Linked DNA regions of Triticum aestivum: region 2 is linked to region 1. A link is a contact called in public Hi-C data. All regions are on one chromosome and are shown on one strand. Each heading gives the region's core, a stretch centred on a gene start, on an enhancer-like site or on the middle of the called end of the contact. The rest is flanking DNA. Distances are from core to core; before and after follow the strand shown.

Evidence for each region. A called contact is a pair of places that touch in the nucleus more often than the background predicts.
Region 2: a Hi-C map of leaf shows a contact between it and region 1, with 5 times the contacts expected there. The contact joins the promoter of LOC123112763 here to the promoter of LOC101290661 in region 1. A contact is called at or near these places in 2 of 5 Hi-C or Micro-C datasets (both in leaf) and 1 of 1 datasets of contacts at active chromatin or transcription factors (leaf).

Annotation. Positions count from the first base shown.
Region 1 is chr5B:498,821,566-498,827,468 of IWGSC CS RefSeq v2.1, forward strand. LOC101290661 (BAG family molecular chaperone regulator 3) reads right to left here and starts at 3,094. Exons shown (of 4, transcript XM_044533846.1): 1 at 2,418-3,094; 2 at 2,074-2,330; 3 at 1,818-1,964; 4 at 855-1,694. The coding sequence starts at 2,676. The coding sequence ends at 1,293.
Region 2 is chr5B:499,137,019-499,142,821 of IWGSC CS RefSeq v2.1, forward strand. It overlaps LOC123112763 (ribosomal RNA processing protein 36 homolog), which reads left to right and starts at 2,016. Exons shown (of 9, transcript XM_044533848.1): 1 at 2,016-2,233; 2 at 2,317-2,522; 3 at 2,622-2,688; 4 at 3,474-3,526; 5 at 3,810-3,864; 6 at 3,964-4,038; 7 at 4,389-4,506; 8 at 4,586-4,632; 9 at 4,722-5,085. The coding sequence starts at 2,114. The coding sequence ends at 4,823.

The sequences.
Region 1 (5,903 bases), core at 1,844-4,343:
GAAAGAAGTGGCTGAGTGTCATTATTACTACATGCATATAAGTATTTAAAAGTTGCTAGTATGAGGAAACATCATTAACGTTTGCCTCGATTGCTGTTGGAGGCCTTGTATTGATGCAAAATATATTTTCAATAGTGGTCTTGTATATAAGGGAATTGACGGAGTATCTAAAACTGAAATATGTCTAGATACAACCATTTCTTCGACAAGTATTTTGGGACAGAGGGAGTAGCTAGTAGGTGCAATGTGAGTACAACCTGCCAAAACCATTTATTTGTGCTCGTGGCGTAACTCAGCTAATCAAGCGAGCTGGGCTGACATCGTGGGCAGTACAAATTTGGAACAACCCTGCAGCTGCAGCTGTAGGTCGGACTCGAGCAAATGCAGCTGGCCAGTTCAGGTTAACACCCAAGAACATGGCGTATTGCCGACCGACCAAACTAATGGAACCTTCTATCTAATCAGAGCCACACCCAAACGCAACGATCATCATGCGCTTCTTACCAATAGAGCCACACCCACAGAGTACTAGCTAGCGAGCGCGTCCAGGCACGACGTGCACGAACCACCACACTGTCAATGGACCCAGCCCTGCCTGGAACCAACTCGCTCCTGTCCCGCCCCCGCCCCGGCCCCTGCGCTGCGTGTCCGTGCGCGCTCATGGCCAACAATAATTCGTGCCCCGCGCCCCACACGACACAAGCACAGCGGCAAGCCCCCCAACCCCAACCAATCAATCAATCCATGGTGCATTTGGAATCCAGAGCACCAAATCTCACACCCCGATGACCACCCAGCAGTACGATCACCACTTGCGATGGGGGAATGGGGGAATCAACCAAGCAATCCAATCATAGAGGAATCGATTGATGTAAGTAGTATGTAGGTAGTATGAATCACATATACATGCTATTTTTCAAAAGAAAAATCCTTCACATTAAGACCACCACCAGCGCTTATTTTCTGCACGGACGGAACGGAATGGACGAACACGCTCGCCACTTCACCGGCCAGGGTCTGTTCATCTTCTGTTGTTTGATGTACATACATACATACACTCGGAAGAAATGTAAAAGAAAGAAAAATGGGGGCGGAACAAGAAACGATCCATCGAGAAAAAGGAAAGAATAAACAGACGAGAGCAAACAATCGGCACTAGATTGGTCGGATCGACCAGAGCAGAGCAGAGCAGAGCAGAGCAGAGAGGTCGATTGATGGATGGATGCACGAGAAAGGAATCAAGCTAGGCAGGGGCATGTACCATGCCGTCACGGGCGGTACGCGCGTTGCAGCTAGAAGAGCTCCCAGTCGAACCGCGGGATCGGCGAGGTGGTGTTGTTGTTGGTGGCCGGCTTCGTCGTGGTGGTCGCGGCTGCCATGGTGGTGGTCGCCGTGGCCGAGGACGTCGACGGCATTGACGACAGCAGGTCGAACGTCTCCCAGCTCGCCGTGGGCGGCGCCGCCGCAGCCTTGCCGTTCGCCGGCGCGGGCTGCTGCTTGAACTGCCGCCGCTGCGACACGGGCGGCGGCCGCGGCGGCAGGTGCAGCGACCGGTCGCCCTTGGCTTGCCCATTGCCGTTGCCGTTGGCCTTGGGTGCCGCCGCGTTCTTGACGTGGCCGTTGGCCGTGGGCGCCGACGCGTTCTTGGCCCGGATGACGTCCAGCGTCTCCACGTACTTCTGCACCCGCTTCTCCTGCGCCACCAAAAGATTCATAGAGCCGAAGCGGATTCAGTTGTGCTCGGCTCCTGTGGGCAAGTAATGTGCTCGTCAACGGAATCGGCGGGGAACTTAATTCGGCTGAGCGTACGTGCTGACCTGCAATCGCCGCTGCGCCTTGACCTCGCCGTCGGCGGCGATGGCGTCCAGCTTGACCAGCTCCGTCATGAGCGCCTCGGTGAGGGCGACCACGTCGGCCTCCACCACCTTCCCGCCCTTGCGCACGATGGTATCCAGCGCCGACACCTGCAGAGCACCACCCAAATTCGATCAAACACCCACCGAATCCCATCGACGAGACGAACGCAGCCAGAGTCCTCGAAGGCAAGCAATCCAGTGGTGATTAAGTAGGTACCTTGGTGGCGAGCTTGTCGACGTCGAGGCTGATGCGGGAGACGGACTTGGAGGCGCGCGGCGCCTTGTCGGCGCGGCGCTGCTCGATGAGGCGCTTGGCCTGCGCGTCGGGGTCCTCGAGCATCACCAGCTTGGAACGGTCCTTGACGCCGGATATGTCGAGGAAGGCCTTGGAGTCCATCTCCTTGCCCTTGTAGAGCACCTTCTGGTCCTCGTGGTGCAGCCCGGTCTTCTCGGACATCATCTTCTTCAGCTCACCTGCACCACCATTCACCCTCAGTCAGCAGCTAGCTCGAGTCGAGTCAAATCAAAAACTGAGAAACCAAAGCAATTGATTTGCATTACCGAAGGATGCCTGGGAGTTGATGTAGATCTCGTGGGAGACGCCGTTGAACTTGACCTTGAGGCGGACGGTGGGCACGGGGGCGCCCGCGGGGGCGTCGGAGTCCGGGTCGCGCTTCTGCACCAGCATCCCGCCGGGCCGCACCTCCCACTCGTCCTCCTTGAGCGCCTCCTTGGCCGCCGCCGCCGCCGCGGGAGAGACGGGCGAGGTGGTCTCCTTCATGGCGTCCAAGAATGTAGCTTTGCCCTTGGCGCGCATCATCTTCTCATGACACGTATATATGCCGCCCGCACAAGTAAAGCAAAGAATCAACCGAGCAACCCTAGCAGCTTGCACTACCCTCGGCAACAACCAAGAACAATCCAAGCACGGAAACTCTCGAGTCTCAGCTACGAAAATCTCTCCTCCTGTCGCCGACGCCGGGCTGCTGTGCCGCGGCAAGATGAAGGAAAGAGGCGAATTTGCTGGATCGGGGCAAGACCAGGAGACACGATCGTGGGTGCGGGCGGCGCAGGTGCCTCCCCTGGCGTCGACTGAATTGGGGAACGAGGGAGGAGGGATCAGGGGAGGGAGGAGGCAGAGAGGTAGGTGGGAGGGTAGGAGGTAGGAGGAGGAGAGGTGGGGAAAGAAAACGCACAGGTGGGGAGGGTACAAGGAGGAGGAGACTAATACAGCTCAGGGACAGGGCGGCAGCGGAATATTTATACTGGAGCAGCCCGAGAGGAGGCGTGGCGTGCTCGGGAGTGAGTGAGAGCATGTGGATTCCGGAGTAAGAAACGGGGCAAGTAAAACATCCGACGGCCGGCGCGTCCCTTCCCGGCAACCAACGCCGACGTGTACGCGAGGCCGGCGGAATATATCGGGCCCGAAAAGGGGCCACCCGCCCGCCCGCCATTCTGCATGCTCTTTCCCATGACCAGAAAAGTGGCCAGCGGACAAGCACGCCGTTCGCGTGGAGGCTGAATTTCGTGTTTTGACCCTTTTTTAAACAAAATCAAGATCTGATCCACGTTTAAAAAAAAATTCAGGATTTGACCCTTTTGCTACCGCCAGAGTCCCTGGCGGTAGGGTTAGACAAGCTACCGCCAGATTCCCTGGCGGTAGGGTGTGACGGAGGGAGACGGGGACCGTCACCGCGCGCTGACGTGGATAAGTACCTTACCGCCAGACAACCAGGCGGTAAGCTGTCTAACCCTACCACCAACGGCTCTGGCGGTAAGGTGTGGCAGGGTTTTGCCGTGCATGCCTTCTGTAACGAGATATGCAAGCGTCCTGGCGGTAGGTTCACCCTAGCGTCAGGGCTCACGGCGGTAGGCTGTCTGACCCTACCGCCAGGGGGCCTGGCGGTAGGGTCCTGTGTTTCGTGTAAAATTTTGTAGACATAAGAACTTTGATCACATCCAAATAGTGTGATCACAATTTCATAGACATCCAAATAGTTTGATCACAATTTCATAGAAATATGCAAGGGCCCTGAACATAAGAACCAATAGGCACAATTTCATGGACATAAGCATAATTAGTTTTGCCATTACAGATTAAGAAACTAGTACCAAATAACATAGTTTGATCATAATTTCATAGACATAAACATAACATAGTTTGATCACAATTTCATAGACATAAACATAACATACTTTGATCACATCCAAATAGTTTCACGAAGCCAAAATAGGTAGCAATCAAACATGACGATCATCAGCAGCCACACGCATATATAGTTTAAATGATATCGTTGACGATCATCATCTTCAAGCCTTGACGGTTGGTCTTCCTGATAGTAATAAGGATGGCCTGTCCAACATGAAGATTCTTGTCAACGAGGAAGCTCTTCCACCCATCTGTGCTTAAATGTGTGCGGCCGTCCGTTTCCACGCCGTACGCACAAGTAGTGACGGGGCCCCTTGCGGTAAGGCGTATTCCAGCATAGCCTTCTTCATCAGCCTCGATGCCACAACTCTCAGATAGGCTCTTTGGCAATTTCTAAATAAGAAAAACATATCAATTGATAAGTATGGATTATTTAAACTATTAACAATTCCTTGGATTCTACACTAATAACATACCATGACATGTCGATCGATCATGGTACTTGTCAGACGGGTCACGAATGGCGCCCCGATCAACTCAGCACGTGGCAGAAAGTTGTCCCATAGGTTGCACACCTCCCGTTCGCTCAGCCTCACTCTTTGAGCACAGATGGCTTCCTCAAGTGAGTCTTCATAGTCATCATCCTCATCAAGTGGTGGTGGTGGGGCCATGTTCCTTATATAAGCATTGATTGGATAAAGTTAATTAAACATCAATATTTGTTCTAATGCAAGCAAAACAAATATCTAGAATATTCACACAATAAATCATCACATATGGCTATAAGAAAGACTAAATCTAGGGTTCATCTAGGTTCTAGGGTTCATCATATCAACTAGGGAGGGTTCCTCGTATGGCTATAAGAAAGACTAAACCTAGGGTTCATACATTTGCAACTATATGAAATAGAAATACACACATTTTCACACTATGCATTAACCACCTACCAATTTTGCAAAACATACATCTTCACAAATTTACAATACATTAACCATCTACGAATTTTGTTATGCCTTTATCCTCACAATCTTGCATTCAACATACAAAAAGATTTCTTATAAAATTCATATACACATCACAAAATAAAATGGACCATCATATATGCATTCACCAACATATCCTCACATATCTTGCAATTGTTTCACCCACACATCCTCACATAGGCCTACTACTAAATCATATACTCCTAAACAACTAAAACATCATAAAAAAATCAACACCAAAACCTAGGTTGTACCTAGTGCCAAAAATAACTTCAAAAATAAAAAACCATTGCGAAAACTGATTGGAGGGAATGGAGGAGCTTACCGGCCTCTTCGATTTGCCCCAAAGATCCGCGAAAATGATGGAGGGAAGAGGGAGATCGAGGGAGGGGATCGGGATGAGGAGAGAGGCGGCGCTCGACTCTGTTCGGGTCGAGGGGAGGAGGAAGAACGGGCTGGTGGGTGGGGTAGGGCCCGCCCGCAGCATCACTTGCCTCTTCGGTACCTACCGCCACCACCTCGGGCGGTAGGCCACCGAACCCTACCGCCTCAGACTGTGGCGGTAGGCCCTTTCCCCCGTCAGTATGCGCCGACGGCCGTCAGTCACCGTTAGAGGGCCTACCGCCACTGCTGATGGCGGTAGGACGTGCAAACCTACCGCCGGCCCTCCTGGCGGTAGTCAAAAGGGTCAGATCCCGAAATAGTTTCAGACAGGGGTCAAATCTCGAATTTCTTTGTAAAAAGGGTCAAAACACGAAATTTTGCCTCGCGTGGACGCCTCGCCGCTGTTTCTTTTCTGTCCGTTTTTTGTTCCGTTCGTGTCTTGCGGTGGCATCCGAACCCGGCGAAGGCTTGGACGGAAGAGGAAAGCGGACGCCGCCGCGCCGCCGGTGGCTTGGTCGGGACGGCTGGGCG
Region 2 (5,803 bases), core at 766-3,265, 310 kb after region 1:
TAACATTACTCCTCCAATTAGCATTGAATCGTTATTTGGGACTTGGCTAACTGGAGTTGAACATACTACCATGTCTCGTATTCGGATAGGAATATGTGCGCTTATTTGGGCTATATGGAATTGCAGGAATGATATGATTTTTAACAGACAACATATTTTAACCTTCTTGCAGATCATCTTCAGAGCTACGACATGGATCCGTACGTGGTCCTTATTCACTCATACGGACTCTAGGGAGCCGTTGGTTACTGGGTGCAACCGGTGGGAGATGGTAGCACGGGCTATATTCAACCGGTTTGGATGGCGGTCGCATAACATAATAGGAGTCTAGGGATCTTGTCCTTCTATTCATACCGATTGTGGTACTGAGCTTTTTTATGTCTCTTTGCTCCGCTTGCGAGCTGTAATATTTATATGACTTCGTACTATTTTGAGACTTTTAATAATATGCCTGCATGCATCGTTCAGATGCAGAGACCGGGGCAAGCCTCCTTTTCAAAAAAAAACAAACATAATTAGAGAACTTCTTGTTCTTAACTTGGATGGTGAGATTTTTGGTCTTAATAGCCTTGCTAGTTATAAGAATTAACAGATAGTGTGGTTGGAATTGATGATTTTAAGCAAGTAATTGTACAAAATTTCTCCCGTGCCGCTCCCACCCGAGTGACTCGAGGATGAAAACTAGCACGCCGCCGCCAGCCCTTCCCTACGCCTCCTCCCGTCGCCGCTGTGGCAGTGGGACCCTTCCTCAAACGGGGGAGGGGATCCTTTGGTCGCTATGTGCGGTGAAGCTCAATGCTCGGGGTAGCGGCCTTGAATCTGGTGGCAGCGGCGTGGCATGCCTGACCGTGGCGGTCCGCTGATATCCGGACTCATCATGGCCTTCACCCCCGTTCCACCAAGGCCGCGCAACTCTTGGATCCTGAAGTACACCCCGAATGACACTAAGGAGATCACCAAGCTGCACAAGTTAGTATGTCTTGTCTTGCTGTGTGAAACATCTCCCTGTTTTCCTTCTCAAGCTCTGCCATCGCCGCGTCGTGATCATGCGGGAGGGGGCCCTCGTTACCTATAGGATGTCGTTAGCCACCATGTAAGCTCTCATGTCCCTCTTCTTCCTCCCCTCATTCCTTTTCACCCCTCCCAGCAGGTGCATGGCGCGACAAGGGACATGGAGTCGGATTTTTCAGCAGTAACATACACAAAATGGGTCAGGTGAAAAATAGAGACCTCACTTACAACGTCTTTGGCGCCCGCTAGCGTCCTAACGCACATGCAAGGCTACTTGGGCGGCAACCCAATAGCGTCCAAGCGTTTGCTCGCGAGCGAACATGTATCATGATAGTTAACCGCTGACCTTTTTCGTTGACAGTTGGATGTTAATTATTGACATTGCCCTGTTTAAAATCCACGAGTTTCTTTAAAAAATCATGGATTTTGAATGAAGGTCATGAAATTGGAAAAAGTTCACAAATTTAAATTTCTTCATGAATTTGAAAAAAAAGTGCAAAAAAATTCATGAAGTTGAAAATGTTAGCAATTTTGAACATAATTTTTTGAATTTAAAAAATGGTTTTCTGCAAATTTGAGAAATGTTCGAAATCTTCGCGAATTTGAAGAAGGTCTCAAATTTTGGAAAAAAAGTTTGCAGATTTGGAAAATGTACGCAAAGTAGGGGAAAATACGGATTTGAAAATTTCTCACGAATTTGAAATATTGTGTGATCTTCAAAAAATTCATGACAAAAGAAATAAAATTTTCAAACTATTTTAAAATTTTAAGAATTAAAATGAAAAATTAAATCTAAAAGGAAAATAAAAAATGGAAATGGAGAAATCAAACAAAAACCAACTTTTTTTTGAGACAAAAACAAAAAAACAACTAAAAACAAGAGGAAAAGCACCCCATGGAAAACCTGTGGGAATAATCTACATGGGCCGGCCCATATAGCAAAAACACGCGCACTGGCGCGTGAAGTATGAAACCCAACAACAATATTTGGGCTGCTTGGACGGGTATTCATGTTCCGGCTAGAACCTAAAACACGCTAGACGAACACTGAGACCTGCCGCCGCTCACCGCCGCCGCCGCCGAATCCACCCCGGCCGCCTCCATGAAAGGCCGCAGCAGCCACCGCGGGACCGCTCTCACCTCCGCCGCCGCCTCGACTTCCAGCAAGCGCGACCCCGTAGACGAGCCCGTCTCAGACTCCGAGGAATCGGGCGACGAGGAGGTAAAGCCCAAGCCCTCGCGTTTTCCTTGACCGCCACGCGGATCCGCAGAACCCTCACCGGCGGTGCGTTTGATCCGCAGCAGGATGTCTCCTCGTCGTCGGGGTCGGGGTCGGAGTCGGAGTCGGAGAACGACCAGTTAGCGGAGCGGGAGAGGAAGCTGGAGCGCGTGCTCGCCGACGTGCCCTTCGGCGAGCTGCAGCGCGCGCGTGCCGACGGGTCGCTCGGGGCGCGGGGTGCTTCTGCTGCCGCCGCCGCGCAGAAGAAGGCTCGCAGGGAGAGCAGGAAGAGGTCCGGTTCCACGTCATGCCGGTTCCTGGTTAGGATTATTAGCCAATTTGGGGAATTGAATGAATGCTTGTGCTGATGTGTTCATGTGGTTTTCAACAGGCCCATGGAGATTAGCACGAATGTGCGGCCGCCTAGACTCAGGGATGTGATCCAGGTTCCCAAGAAGGTCAGTTGCTTGTGCGATTCAGTTCATATTTAGCGTGTTGCTGGGAGGAGTAGAGTTTGATTTGATTGGATTAGTAGTATTTGGTATTTTGGTAGTGAAAGTATAGGATAAGCACACACATAGTTCAGTTAGAGCCTTTGAGAGTTCAATCTGTCCATTTTATTGTTGTTGCATTGCATGAGCTTGTGCATAGATAGCATCATAGCATGCATGCTTTATGTGTAATTAAGATGGGTTTTAAAATACATATTTACATTGGGCATGTCTTGCTGCTTCAATTAAATATGCTATTGTCCTCGATAAAATAGCTCAAGAAATGCTGATTTAAGTTTTCGTGAATCAATTGACATTATGCACAGCAAGGTTTACTTTTGTCTGACTTGACTTCCGTGCCAGTTTTGCTGTTTGAATCTCTGGTACATTGGTGGAAAATAGAATCAGATTCCACTGGGTTCCTTCCTTGTTTCTTAATCCAACTAAATGTTCTTTAGACCAAAAAAATAAACCTGAATGTAGGGCAACAACTACTTTAAATCCGTCTGTAGCTATCTTAATCTATTTTCATTTTTTGTTGTTTTGCTTATGTTTTAAATTTAATTTAATCATACTAAAGTGATTTAGTACACAAACTTTTGCTATCATATGATGCTTATGTTGAGGATGTTGATTTACACACTGCGCTGTTGGATGTAACTTTACAATAGCTTCATCTTTAGTGAGGCAGTGACAGTACCATATAATATCTCATGAAGTTTGTTGTATTTACTACGTTTTTCTTTCTGTAGGTGGTAAGGGATCCAAGATTTGAACCTGTATATGGAGCTGTTGATAAAGAAGGGTAAGAGTCAAACATAATTATATCATTTGTTGCACGGCATTATTTGTCTTACTCCATTTATATGCTCAGTATTGTGTGCCCTTTAGCTTGGCATGTTCTATTTTAATCCTGCCAAGATAAGGTGGGCAGATAACTTATTTATTTGTATAGCTGATTGCTTTCATTCATTTCCATTCCCATGTCTCTTAAACACTCTATGGTTTCATAATCTATATTGACTAGTTTAGGCACATTTTTCAATTGTAGCGTGTTTGACAGTTCGTTCAAACTTGTTGGCATTCAGGTTCAGGAAAAGATACAATTTCTTATTCGATCATGATCTCCCTGCAGAAAAAGAGGTATATTTTATGCCTTTGTCTGTGCAATCCCATCTCACCGATCATTTATTTTGACAAAATTAAATATGTATCCTGCACTGCCTTAATGTGCCTCTCCAGAAACTCCAAAAGTCGATTAAGAAATTGAAGGACCCTAATGCCATTGAAGAAGCGAAGAATCAGATCACCTGGATTGTAAGTATTTTATACTTGTTCACAAGTTGACATTTTGTAATAGGTTTTGCCGATTTTTCCCACGAATGTTATTTTGTTGTGCTTGGCGGCAAAAATTTAAAATATCTAGGTAGGTGCCCTTATCAAATAAGCTTATGGTCGCTGCAAGCCTGCAATTTGATATTGTGTTAAGATAGCATACATTAGGAATGGTTCTTTAATCTTATGTTAAGTTGGACTGTTATATGTGTATTTTTTAGAACAAATATAAGGTGTGTGATAATTTCAGGACTGGGTTCCTTGTATTGAGCAAAAGCTATCAGGTCTTCCTATTTTGTTGATTGGTTGACGGAACATGTTCTTATCTGCAGGATAAGCAGTTGAGGTCTAATCCTCAGAAGAACGTTGAATCAGAAATTCTGCGAGGACATATTAAGAAAGAGAGGGAAGCAGCAAAGGCAGGAAAACGACCATATTATCTGAAGAAATGTTGGTTCCTCAATCCCGTCCCTCGTCTCTCACACCCTCCCTATCTGCATACTAAAGTTTATTTCCGTTTCTTGACCAGCTGAAATTCGTGAAAGGAAGTTGATGGATAAGTACAATGAGCTCAAGGTAAGGCACCCAGGGTTCAGTTGACTGCTAATTTCCACACTTATGAGCATCCCTGGCCTTACACTTCAATGTACGTTGACCATTTACAGGAGGCAGGAAAGCTTGATTCCTTTATGGAGAAGCGACGCAAGAAGAATGCATCCAAAGATCATCGCTTCATGCCATACCGGAGGGATGGGGGTGGTGCATAACAATGCCCCTGCAGCGGCTTTTCGGGTGATTCTGGCTAGTCTATTCTCTGCTCACAGAGTTGTACCAGCGCTCTCTGCTCTCCTGTTGTTGCCCTAGTGTCCCAGATATTTGTCAGCAACGATGAGTTGAAGTTAATCCATGGACCATATATTTGTAGTTGAGCTCTGGTTGCTGGTAGCAACAAGCAACTGTAAAACCAAACCATGGATATAATGTTTTGTTTCATCTAATGCTTTAATTAATGCCAGTCTTTCTGTGTCATCAAGGAGTAAAATACACTTGCTTGTTGCAAGTGAACAATATATTCCTTTGGTTAGTTTCCTTGATGACATACGGCTGGAAGCACCAACAGTCAAACACTTGGCGATGGAGGTGATAATCGCCGCCACGACGCCCGTTGCAGATTTGCCCCAACACATGGAAACAGATAACTTTAACTACAAACTCAATTCATTTTATATCATCATGATGAAATGCTGAGTAGTAGCAGTTGGCTGAACTCCCATTACTTTTGATTAGAATGAACCCGTCCGGCCAATATGGATCAAGCTGACACAGACAATTGAGATAGATAACTAGAAGCGGCTCAATCATTCATTCACACTAGCTACTAGATTTGCTCTGGATGGAAATGCTCTGCATAGATGGATGTTGCTAGATCAGACCACCGGACGCATGCTCCATGGTAGGTACGGTGGCTGTTGTCTCCATGACGCTAGAGATGGGGAATGGGAGTTGAGGGGTGAGGAGATTAAAAGTCCACTGTTTGATTAGAGAGAATGGGAGTTTAAGTGGGAAGGGGAATGGAAGTTGAGGAAGCCAAATTCCACCTATTTCTTTCTAGGGGGTACCCTGTTAATTCGTGAGCAGAGTTTTATCCCGTGCTAATTCCCACCATATACCAAACAAGGGAATGAGAGTAAAAATCAACTTCGCGTGACTAATCCCTCCATAACATCCTGATGCAAACTCTCGTTCT